Linked DNA regions of Anas platyrhynchos: region 2 is linked to region 1. The links are chromatin contacts, called in public Hi-C maps. All regions are on one chromosome and are shown on one strand. Each heading gives the region's core, a stretch centred on a gene start, on an enhancer-like site or on the middle of the called end of the contact. The rest is flanking DNA. Distances are from core to core; before and after follow the strand shown. Region 1 has its middle 20 kb from the start of ZFP36L1. Region 2 overlaps RAD51B (RAD51 paralog B).

The links. Hi-C and Micro-C count contacts between places; a contact is called where the count stands out from the background.
Region 2: a Hi-C map of subcutaneous adipose tissue shows a contact between it and region 1, with 4 times the contacts expected there. The contact joins two enhancer-like sites. A contact is called at or near these places in 2 of 8 Hi-C or Micro-C datasets (skeletal muscle and subcutaneous adipose tissue).

The regions. Positions count from the first base shown.
Region 1 is chr5:37,382,137-37,387,631 of IASCAAS_PekinDuck_T2T, forward strand. No RefSeq gene overlaps it. Among named protein-coding and RNA genes, the nearest start is that of ZFP36L1, 20 kb to the right of the region's middle. Within about 2 kb of position 2,700, at least 5 of the 8 cell types and tissues checked have an H3K27ac peak or open chromatin away from gene starts, as enhancers often do.
Region 2 is chr5:37,797,623-37,803,117 of IASCAAS_PekinDuck_T2T, forward strand. The region is part of intron 8 of RAD51B (RAD51 paralog B); the gene reads right to left. Among named protein-coding and RNA genes, the nearest start is that of TMEM229B, 71 kb to the right of the region's middle. Within about 2 kb of position 3,064, at least 1 of the 8 cell types and tissues checked has an H3K27ac peak or open chromatin away from gene starts, as enhancers often do.

The DNA.
Region 1 (5,495 bases), core at 1,450-3,949:
TCTCCTGCCACAGCCCTGTTTCCAGCCAGTCTTAGCTACACTTTCAATGGTGCCACTCTTCTAAAGCAGCCTGGTGACAAAGAGGCTTCAGGAAATATTTTCTGGCTTGGTCCGGACAGAATTTCTAGTGGTCTGGGTGTGCCTTCTGAGCTGATGGCTTTTCTGCTGTGTTTTACCATCCGATGGGGAAGTAGCCGTCTTCCAGCAGCCTGGCCAGGGGCTCTCTCCTCAGAAATGCCTTCCCCTGTTGAGCCCTTTGCAAGCCAGCTCACTATGGCAGCCTCGAACTGCAGGGTTCCCTAACCATGTCGGGGCTCTGGGGGGACAGCCCGAGGCAGTGCACCCACCCCTGGTGAAGAGGCACGGTTCTCTTTCCTCATCAGTACTTCTACAGCAAGGGAACTCATCTGGCTTTCTCAGTCCACACACCCTACCCCTCATCCACTCCCCCAAGCACAAACAGGGGCTGTGAAGTGACTCCCCTTCAAGATGAGATCCCTCCACTTGAGGCCAGAACAGGTGGACTCCAAGTTCCTGGAGGTGTGGATCAGCTCCCAGACTGCCTGGGCCCCTGCTCCTGCTGTTTGGCAACATGGTGGTAAGTTGTTCAGTCCTCCTGTGGCCCAAAAGGTGGCAAAGCCCTGCTCTTGGATTTGTCTTATCCATTTGTCTTTGCTGGGAGTCCAGCACATGCTGCCTTACCCTTTCCGGTACCTGCTGGACTGATGAGCGGAGAAGACAGTAATGCTCATGAGCTCCCAATCAGCCCAACTTCCCATGGGCATTACTTTCCCAGGGTCTGGAAAACCTTGGGCAAACAGCACAGACCATTTTCAACAGTTTCATCGGGGTTAATGCACACCATGGCTTTCTCCTTGCCTCAGCAGCGATGCCTGTCCCCACGAGCTCTGTCCCATGTCACTCCTCACAGACTGCCCTGGCAGAACTGGCACCACTCTTGCTCCTCCTATGGCACACGGCTAACGCACCTCCACCTTCCACGTGCCCTCATCCAACATCCAGGTGTCACTGGCCTGCTGACAGCCAGCACCCTGGCACCAAGGGCATCTCAGCCTCGCGCCTCCAACCAGGCGGAGGAGGTCCCCTTCACAACCCCTCCTTTACACCACGGGTGTGCTTGCTTTCCTTTTGACTCCAAGAAGCACATTCATGCCATTTTCAGCTCCTGGTTCTCCAGGAACAAATGCCAAAATTGGAAGGGAATGGTTGGGAATGTTATCCCAGAGGTATTCACACAAACACTTTCCATCATTTCATTTACCAAGAAAAATACCCTTGAAAATACTCCGCTAAGGAAAACTTTTCTTGTCTTCGGCACCTCAGGGACTTTCAGCATCTTCTTGGGGCGAGACCTTCACCGGGGGGGTTGTCCCACTTCTCACTTGCAACTGATGCAGACCAAAACAGTGAAGAAAGCAGGGGAAGTGGCCGCTCACTCCGGTGCAAGGGAGCTTCCCGCACTTCAAAGCCATCGGGGCTCTCTGCCGGCAGGAAGGGCTGCGCGGGGACACTGGGCGTGGGGCAAACCAGCGACAAGGAAATTGTGGGGCCGATGGGACGTGAAAGCTGCAAGTGTGTGAAAGGCAGGACGGAAGTGTTGTAGGGGGCAGCCCTATTTTTAGCTGCCTCTTGCAGAACTTTGCTAGCGTTTGCTGTAGTAGGAGAGCTGCTTCTCCTTTCCTTGATGTAAGCAGAGCCGACGACGTTTGGGTCTGTTTTTATTTAGCTACTCACGAGATAGCACTGACTGAAAGGTCCCTTGAACGCTGTGGATGCAAAAACACCCGTGGTCAGAGAGTCTTGGGCAAGGAGAACAGAAAGCATCTGACACTTCCCTGTCTCCATTTCAGGACTGTGAGAGGTAGAAACCGAAGCCGAGGCTGCCAGCATGACTCTTAGTCACATCAACAGGGGATTTTGCAACACAGTGGGTGCAGGGAGTCTGCAAGCAAATCTGGAGTGCTTCGCGAGGGCATTGGATTGGGGTTCCTCTGGCTGTGAGGCCTGAGCAGTGCTGTGCAACCCTCCCTTTCCTGCTCCACTGCAACCTGCTCGGCCGCTCCGGGTGGGTGGGAGGCAGGCAGGGTTTAGCACTAATTAGCATGGAGCACTGTGGGGAGCAAGAGGTGGCCATGCCTACCCTGTACGGGGCTCCTTTTAACGCTTGCATTAACATTAGATGATTCCTACGCCCACTGTAGGGAATATCCTACAGGGAGAGGCCATTCCTAAGCCAGGCAAGAGAGGACATTAGGCAGCCGTGCAGAGGAGCATGAGACGAGATGTGGTTGTTCTGCATGGGGCTGGAACCACCAAGGCAAGCTCCAGACTGGATCCCACCGCTGGCAGTTCGGCTCAGTGTGACTTGCAGTGTCCAGCTCAAGGTCAGGATGGGAAGGACGGTGTCCAGACCTGTATAACCAGAGCCTGTTGCTGCTCTCAGTATCTCATCCCTGCAGTGGGTAGACACGTGGATAACGTATATAGCCCCTTCTTAAACTGGATTGATTAAGGCAGGATTTGCAATTCTTGAATTGATGTGTATGGAGGAGTGCTTCGTACTGTAACAATTTTATTTAGAAATGATAAGTCGTTTATAAGGAGGTAGTGAGAGGAGTAGGTTATTGACAGCGCCATTCCTGTCCAAGGGAATGTGCTGGAAAGTCACTTTGTCCTCTAGATGGCACCCCTATTACTCACACATCAAAAAGTTAAAAAAACAGACACGCCTTTCTTTTAAACGCTCAATTTACAGACAGGCCGTGCAGTTTAGTAGTTTGGACCAAAACCTACGGGCAATCAAGATTACAGGAAAACCGACCATGTCTGGGTTTTCCCCTCTTCTTGTTCAAAATAAGGAATATGGATTTGCCTTCCTCTGGACTCTGTACTTGTCGTTACTGGGCTGGGAGTTGCTACCTGGGAATTCATCCTGAAATTTCTGCAGTTGTGTGGGAACCAAAGAAGAGCTGCGGTGCTTTGCTTCGCCCTCCAGCCCGCACACATTTGGTCAGTGCCCCGCCTGATGGGCGAGCAGCTCTCCTGGGTGAGAACCAAGGGCCTCCTCAGCGAGCAGGAAGGTCCAAGGCTCCGCTGCTGTATTTGATCTTTAGGGATGTGTGGTTGTGAACTTCGACAGAACCAAAGCCACACTTTGCCAGAGCTATTTGTACAGAAAATTGCTTTATTGTTTCAATTAAAAAAAAAAAAAAAAAAAGGCAGCCAGGCATTTAATGGCTCCCATCTGCAGCCACTCTGTGTAATTCACTTCCCACTTAAGGTTTGAATCCTTCTTTTCTTTTTTTAAGCATGGGGACAAAAAGGGAGCGTTAACGTCCTTAATGTTAATAAATGTATCTTTATGGTCTATTTTAAATAAGAATAACCAGGCTTTTGTTGGAGAAGGGTCGTAAATAATCCGTGTGTGAGTGGAGATGCTAACAGTGGGAAAGAATGCACATGCACAGGAATCTAAGTTGGCTGTTAGCAGAAGTGTTAATGAACTGTCTAATTGATTTAAATGTTACTTAGTTATCCCCATTTCTATATTTCCCGAGAACTCATAGTCAGGGTGTTCTTCCATCATCATAATTCCCTGAGAGCTAATTGCCATAGCCAAAAAGGGAACTGAGGGAGCCAGATTTCAAAGGTGTTTGGCACCTAGAGACAGAGACAGGGGCTTACAAGTCTAAGCTGCACTGAAATCAGCAGTCAGGGCCAATGCCCTTTTGAAATCCAATTAGGCACTTTGCTGGCATTTTTAAGTGCCTCAGTGCCTACAGTACCCCTCCCTAGATGACTTGTATGAAGTGTGTGTCACAGCCCTGCATGAAAAAAAAGTGCATGCAGAAGGCAAATGACATCCACAGATACAGAAACGTGACATTTTTTTTTTTAATTGATAGTTTGGGGAGGCAATAATAAGATAAGAAGGATGTCTTTGCAGGATGCAGTTCTGCCTTGACAGGGCCCTTGGTAAATGGCAAGCTGCAAGCTGGACGTTCCCCCAGCACTCCTGTGCTCTGCTGCAGCAGCTCGGAGCAGGATTCAGTCTCCTGTTCAGGAACATACTGCTCAGATTATGGGCAACTCTCAGATCATGGTGCTGTCAGAGGTGCACTGTACCCTTCCTAGTGACGGGATGGAGCAGAAAGGAGAATAAATACATAAGAAAAAGGGGAAACAACTCTTAAAATAGATTTATTTATTTATTTATTTTATTAGGGTTTGCACTTTTTTTTTTTTTTAATAAAGCAGAAGAGAATTAATAAGAAATTTATGGTCTGATTTCAATCCTACGGATACTCACGGAATCCCTTTAGTGAATACTGGACCAAGTCCAAGAAAAACAGGTTATTCCCTTAACTTCCATTTATTCGGGGCTGTGTCCTTCTGCATTCAATCTTGTTAGATTTGCCAGTAGATTTAATGTGAGTCTCATCAGCAGTGGTTCTGGACAAGAAACTGTGGTCAGCTGCCTCTGCCTCTGAGACTGTCTTCCCAGAAGAGTGGTGGTACCTTAGGATGTCAGGGCTACATGACAGGTAGTTGATGCTTGTCCAGAGCATCATGGTAGGATCCCCTACAGTAAGACACAACTTTGAGGTAAGTGACGTCTCTCTGTCATGCACTAAACTGCTCCACCAGCTGGTGTTTTTAGCACACCAAAACCAAAGCAGCTCAATAAAATGGTTTCTGTGTGAACAGTTCAATGAAAATATCTAAGTTTGGTTGTGGTCAAAAATGCAAATTAAAAACCCTTTGGGATATACAAAGAACAGACCAGAAAATTGTCTTGTGTTACCAGGACCAGAACAAAGCCACGCGCTTGGAAGCAAGCTCTCCCCCAGCCTGGGAGATGCTATGAGAGGAAGCAGGTTCCAGTCCTACCGCTGCCAAAGATTTTCTGGGTGCTCTTTTTAACGTGTTGTTGCTAAATCTGTGCACCTGACACAAAAGAGGTCAATGAGAAAACCCGGCTCTTGTTTCAGTGCCCTAGGGACACAGGAATGCTTTTGGGGAGTTTTGCACTTGCATCACTCTATATCCATGCTGTCCTCAGTAAACGTGTTTTGAATTCACAAAGCCAAGATGTTTGAGCCAGGAGCACTTGTGCTGCTTGTAAGGACATAGCTTCCATACAGAGCAGGCTTCTCTCTGCTCTTTGACGAGCAAGACTGAATGGAAGACGTGGTGTGAACGGTCAGTGAGTTTGGGCTTGAAATTAAGCCTGAACCCAGTGTTATCCATATACAAATCTATCAGCACTTGGGAATTCAGACTGAAGTTTATGTCTAAAATAATTCCACACATATTAAAAGGTTGGAAATATGATTGGGGGATAACTCACTGACCATCCTTTCTTTCCCTGCCCTGCCTCTCTGCTCTGTGACTATGACTAGGATCTCATAGGGCGTGTGGGCCCAGCCTAGACTGAATTTGTCTGTGGGGACATGGGTTTGTTTTTTTAAGCC
Region 2 (5,495 bases), core at 1,814-4,313, 420 kb after region 1:
TCTAATCTGAAGGGAGCATCCTGAATTGGGGACAGTTTGAACTACAACATCTGGGAACTTGTCCTAGTCATGGGATGAAGCGATTGTGCTAGTAGGGAGCTAAGCCTTCAAATTAGGTTACCAACACTTTTCTCTTAGTTTTTACTTTTCTGTCTAGTACATATCTGTATAATCAGAATCAGAAAGAGCTGTACTGAGAAAATTAAACTCACTGGCAAATATTCAAGTTAAAACAAGCCAAGGGGTAAGCTCCCTGCAAAGTCACACTGATCAAACTTCATTGCAGGTAGCACCTGTTTAACAGGCAACATTTCTCCAAATGTAGTTGCAATCCCATAAAACTTAATAAAGCATATATAGATATTTCTATCTTTCTATCTATTTTACAAAAATTGGTTAAAAAAGATGACATATACTAGAGGACGGAGGATTCTGGCTGTAAATAAATACACTGCTCTAGCCTTCGAGCACTTCTACGAACCTGGAATTGGCAGTGATAAAATGACATAGGAAGAATGTAAGGGTTCACGTCCAATTGTGTCCTTATTAAAATAAAATGATCAGAAGGAGGGCCAGAGAATGAATCATAAGCTAAGTCTGACTATACCTTCTTAACTCAGCAATAAACATCGGTGCTGAATCACAGTGACAGGCTGTTATTATGAGGAAGTCTGTATTGCCGCTTCAGCTTTTGGGACTGGCACTACTCTGTCTACTGCTAGTACTGAAAATGTTTAGAAGAAGTAAATGGCCAAGGAGTACTGCCCAAGGGTACGGCGCCCAACACCGCATTAAGTAACCACTTCGGAGTTGTCTCAAATCACGTGTTCATATTTTGATTAGCAGAACTGGCACACTGGTTGTCAGGCTCAGCCACAGAGAGGAATGCAGTATTTAAACTACTCCGATAAGATGAAATTGTTAGAAATCCACTTTGTTAGCAGGTTTCACCCTTTTTTTTTTATTTATTTTTTTATCAGGGTCACATCGTAAATGGTCAGATCAGGTATAGAAGACTAGAAAGAAATAAAGAAACCTTATTAGAAAATATGCTGTAAATAACAGATTACAAAACCAGAAGGAACACCAGCAACATGTTTAAGGGGAATCTGCCATTCAGCATTTATGATTCAGGCTGGTCATGTCCTGCCCATCCGTAGCCTTAAAAAATTCGACCATTTGTGAGAGAGGCTGCATGTATGGAAGAAAAATATGCATCTTTTACTATCTTCTAGGTCTATCTAACTGAAAGCAAAAGCTTTGAAGCTGTCTTCCAGTAAAACATGCCTGTTTCTACAAACAGCTAACTTTGTAACCAAGTTTGGCTTTAACTCCAACATCGTAAAACAAATGACTCAAGTGCCATCTACTGTGTCTGCAGTCAAGTGCAGTATTTCTACAGACAACAAACAGAAGTTAGCACCAAAAAATCAGGCAGAAATAACTGATCAATTTTATGCCAGACTGGATACCATAGCTTCAAGTACCGTCCTCCATGCAGGTTAGCACACATGCGGTGCTGAGAGGACTACACAGTCACACCTTTGATGCATGGAATACAGGTTAATGTAACAATGTAAAGCAGATCCTCAGATTTATAAATAAATAAAAAACAAAGCGATCCTGTTTCTTTCTCACCTTGATTATGCTTTTACAATACCCTGTTTATTTCCACGGGATCAAGGAAATCAGACGTGGAAAAAAACTTATAGCAAACACCAGAAAAAACACCAAACAGCAGATAACTGGTGGAAATAACACTGCATTCTGCCACACGAGGCTTTGGAATGGGAAGCATATGGTATCGCCACAACTCCTGGATTAGTGAATCTTGCCTTTTAATTGCATTGCTTTCAGAGGACAGACTTCCAACACTTCTCTTGAATGAAAGTTTCTTAGAAGAACACAAGTAGAATATTACAGGGAAAATACAGCTGGGAGTTAGATGCATAACACGCAGCTTTAGATCTCATAGTATCTGCCATTTCATGACATACAGAACTATGCATCAAAATTGCTTTGCTTCAGTGTTCAAAAAAAATAATGAAGAGACAGGTGTCCTTGCAATGCTGTAAAGTTTGCTGGTGGATTCCTTTTGGCTCTGTTAATCTCTTTTTCCATCACATTCTATTAAACAGGACTCATGGAAATTCACCACCTTTTTTTTTTTCTCCAGCCCCTCAACACTCATCAAAAGGTAAGATTTTGGGGCCAGAATTACTACCACATGCATTATTAACTGCAGACCATGGGAGCAGTTTTGCTGGCATGTTGGGGGGGGGGTGGGAGGGAAGGCAGCAAATCAGTTTCTAATACTCACTCACTCTGCTGTAACTGCAGCCATGTGGGAAGCAAACGAAACAAGGCTGGGGCCACGGATCTATAACCTCGCTCTGCAAACACAGCTCCGTTTGCCTGCAACAATGCACAAAACAAACAGAAAAGGCCTTTCCTCTAACGTGAGCATTGCTCTTTCCAAATCAGCTCCCTCTCCAGCTCTGCTGGCATATAGAGAGGAATAACACACAACCCTCTAGAATCAGAACAGCCACTCCATCACTATCACTGCAGCGAACCACAAACACCCAAAGTGTTTTCCAGCAGAATCCAAACCCAGAGTGGACGAGAGTCTGTATTCAAATGCCATCCATGTTTCAGCATTCCTTTGGACATGAATTTTTAGTTTGAGCTTATACATGGTTATCAAGTAACAAGGAGAATTCATCCAGACTAATAAAATATAAACTGGTGCCTCCCACTTATTGGTTCCAAAATAAACACCACAACCAGCATGTGTGATTAAATTAAACTTCATATCCAAACTAAACACTGTGTCATGCACACAATGCAGGGTTTAAAATACCACAAATATTCTGAAGGGGTCACAGGGTACACACAGGCAAACATAAAACCAATTTACAGCAGGAAATTTGGCAGAGAGGTATGAAGGGGGTCGAGGAACTGCTATTTTGGAGGAAAGCGAGTATAGTATGGCACACACCTGGTTCTCCTTCAACACTGATTGTCACTGTATGTGAAAATGTACACAGCTAGGAAGAGGTTCTGCACAGACCTCAAGAGCAAATTGCCCCGATGTATTTCGATGTCTGTTTGTAAAAGCACCACACTATGAATATTCGAGTGTTCAGTGTGAGCTGACAACAACCCTTTCCCCTATCAGCTGTGTTTTGGATTTCATGCTCACTGCCAGAGGGTTCACAGCTGGGAATTACATATAGATCATGTGAAAAACTATTTCTTTATATACTTCTGTTCTCAGGTCTTATTCAGCAATAGAGTAAAATTTCAGACTGGTTTCCAACTGTCTCATCTTTAACTGAACTGAGCATACAAAGATGAACTACGATGCAACTAAAAAGAATCATCAATGCCACACCAGTTCGCCCTTACCAGCATTCCCCCAAACTGCACACCGCTTCCCTAAAGCATTTCCCTTTCTTCCATTTCCAGGCTCTTGCACAGTCCCACCAAAGTGGCCTAAGCCTAACAGGTAAAAGCAGTTGCAGATCTAGGTCTGGTTTCACAGGATGCTCTGGCAGTATCTATCCTCCCTGGCCTGCACAACTTGAGCACTCTCCAGCCAATCTTTTCATGATTTTGCCAACATGACTCAAGTTTGATTTATAGGAAATTATCTTTCACTTAGAGCTCTGAACTTTTGAGCATTACAACCTAACGGTTTCCAATCATAAGGGCTGGAGAACAATAGTGCTCGTGTATCCAGAGAGAAAACAATCAAAATTGTCACTTCAGTATCCAAGCTGTCCAGTTCTGCCAAGCAACAGGCCAAAAGCCAACGTGAACTTCGTGAAACAGAGTTCTTTTCCCTTTCAGGTGATGAAAAGGCACCACCTTGCGGTTGTTGCTCTGGGAGAAATGCGTAGCCAACTGCCAGAAAAAGATCTAGTACAGCCAATTCCCAACTGTGTCAATAGAAATTTCAAAAGGTTCGTATAACGAAAAAAATATCATAAATATCAGAGTGCATTTCAGCTACCAAAGCATTCTGCCTAACAGAAGTGAATAGCTGAAGCTTTATTATATTTAATCTCAAAGCGAATACTGGAGTTCTTTAAAAGAACAAAACCAGCTATGCAAAAGCCTGAAGTAGGGAATTTGCAGGAGTCTCAAGCAGGGAATTTTGCTTATAACATGCAACAATAAACCTCGCCATTATTGCACCTATATTTGTTATTGCATCTTTTTCCATAAGCAATAGCAAATAGTCAGTCAAAAGCAAATTCAAACACACTGTGCAAACACAGCCCACCACCTTTGTCCAAAATAAAACACACAAAGCTGCTGTAGGGATGGTTCATTGGAAGTTAGAATAAGAATACTGTACTTACTTCAGTGAGTGAGCAAACAATATTTGCCACAAATAGAATCCTTCATCCACAGACCTTTTCATTAAAGCTTCATTTTCCTTTGCACGTTAAACTTGGGCCAGGGGAGGTACCAGGCAACACAGCTAAGAAAACAATCCAAATGACTTCTAGTTCAGTGTCTGGCTACTAGAAAGTGTGTCCTCTTATCAAAAATGCTGTAACCAAATTCTAAGGTTAACGCAATACAAAATAAGTAACAGTGTACTGATGGAATACAAAATAGTAGAATACACATCAGAAAATGTATATAGCCAGTATTCAGAAAGAACAGAAAGCAGAAAACGCCTGCAATTCCTCTTTTAAAAGTTGGTCAACTCCTTAATACATCATCTCCATACTCCACCAACGCTGCTAGTGTTTATGCAATTTATATAAAATGAACAACCAATAAAACCCACAAGAATATAAAATCTGTTTGCAATTCTTGAAAATGTTTCTTTAGTTAATAGCTTTATGTAAATGCTATTTTTTCAACATCTAAAATGAAGAAAAACTGAATTGCTGTGACTTATAGCACAGGGAATTAATTCTGTCTTCAAGTTCTGATGACTCAAAGTCAGTTCTTGTGGTTTCAGTATAATTAAGGATCCTTGCTGAAATGATTTGCTTATAAATCATCTACCTGCCATACTTACATTTCATTATTTTCACACAGAAAATAAGTCTTGGAAGAATTAGCACATTTAAGTTTAGTTTTTAACCCATACAGATGAAAAACACATCTGTTGTCCAATTGGTACATTCTAGTGAGAAGAACAAAAGCCACTGCCTGATGTTCAGTAGCAGTACTCTGCAGACAGGCTCAAACAATGCTATCTCTTTCTTCTAAACCTTCTCAGTTCTTTATTGCCCCCTTACAGCAGAGCTCACTGCACTGTTCCAACAGAATGCTTGTGCATCAGCAACAGAAGTGGAAGGAACCAAATAGGACAGGATAGGATTGGTCTTGAGAGTCTCAGAAGACTGGATAAATAGTTGAGGGGAAAAAAAAAACAGGGGGAAGTTGGTGGGTTCAAATCAAGAATGGATAACCACAAGCTGCTACAAGAATAACCATAAAATAAATAAAGACCGGTTAGAAATGCA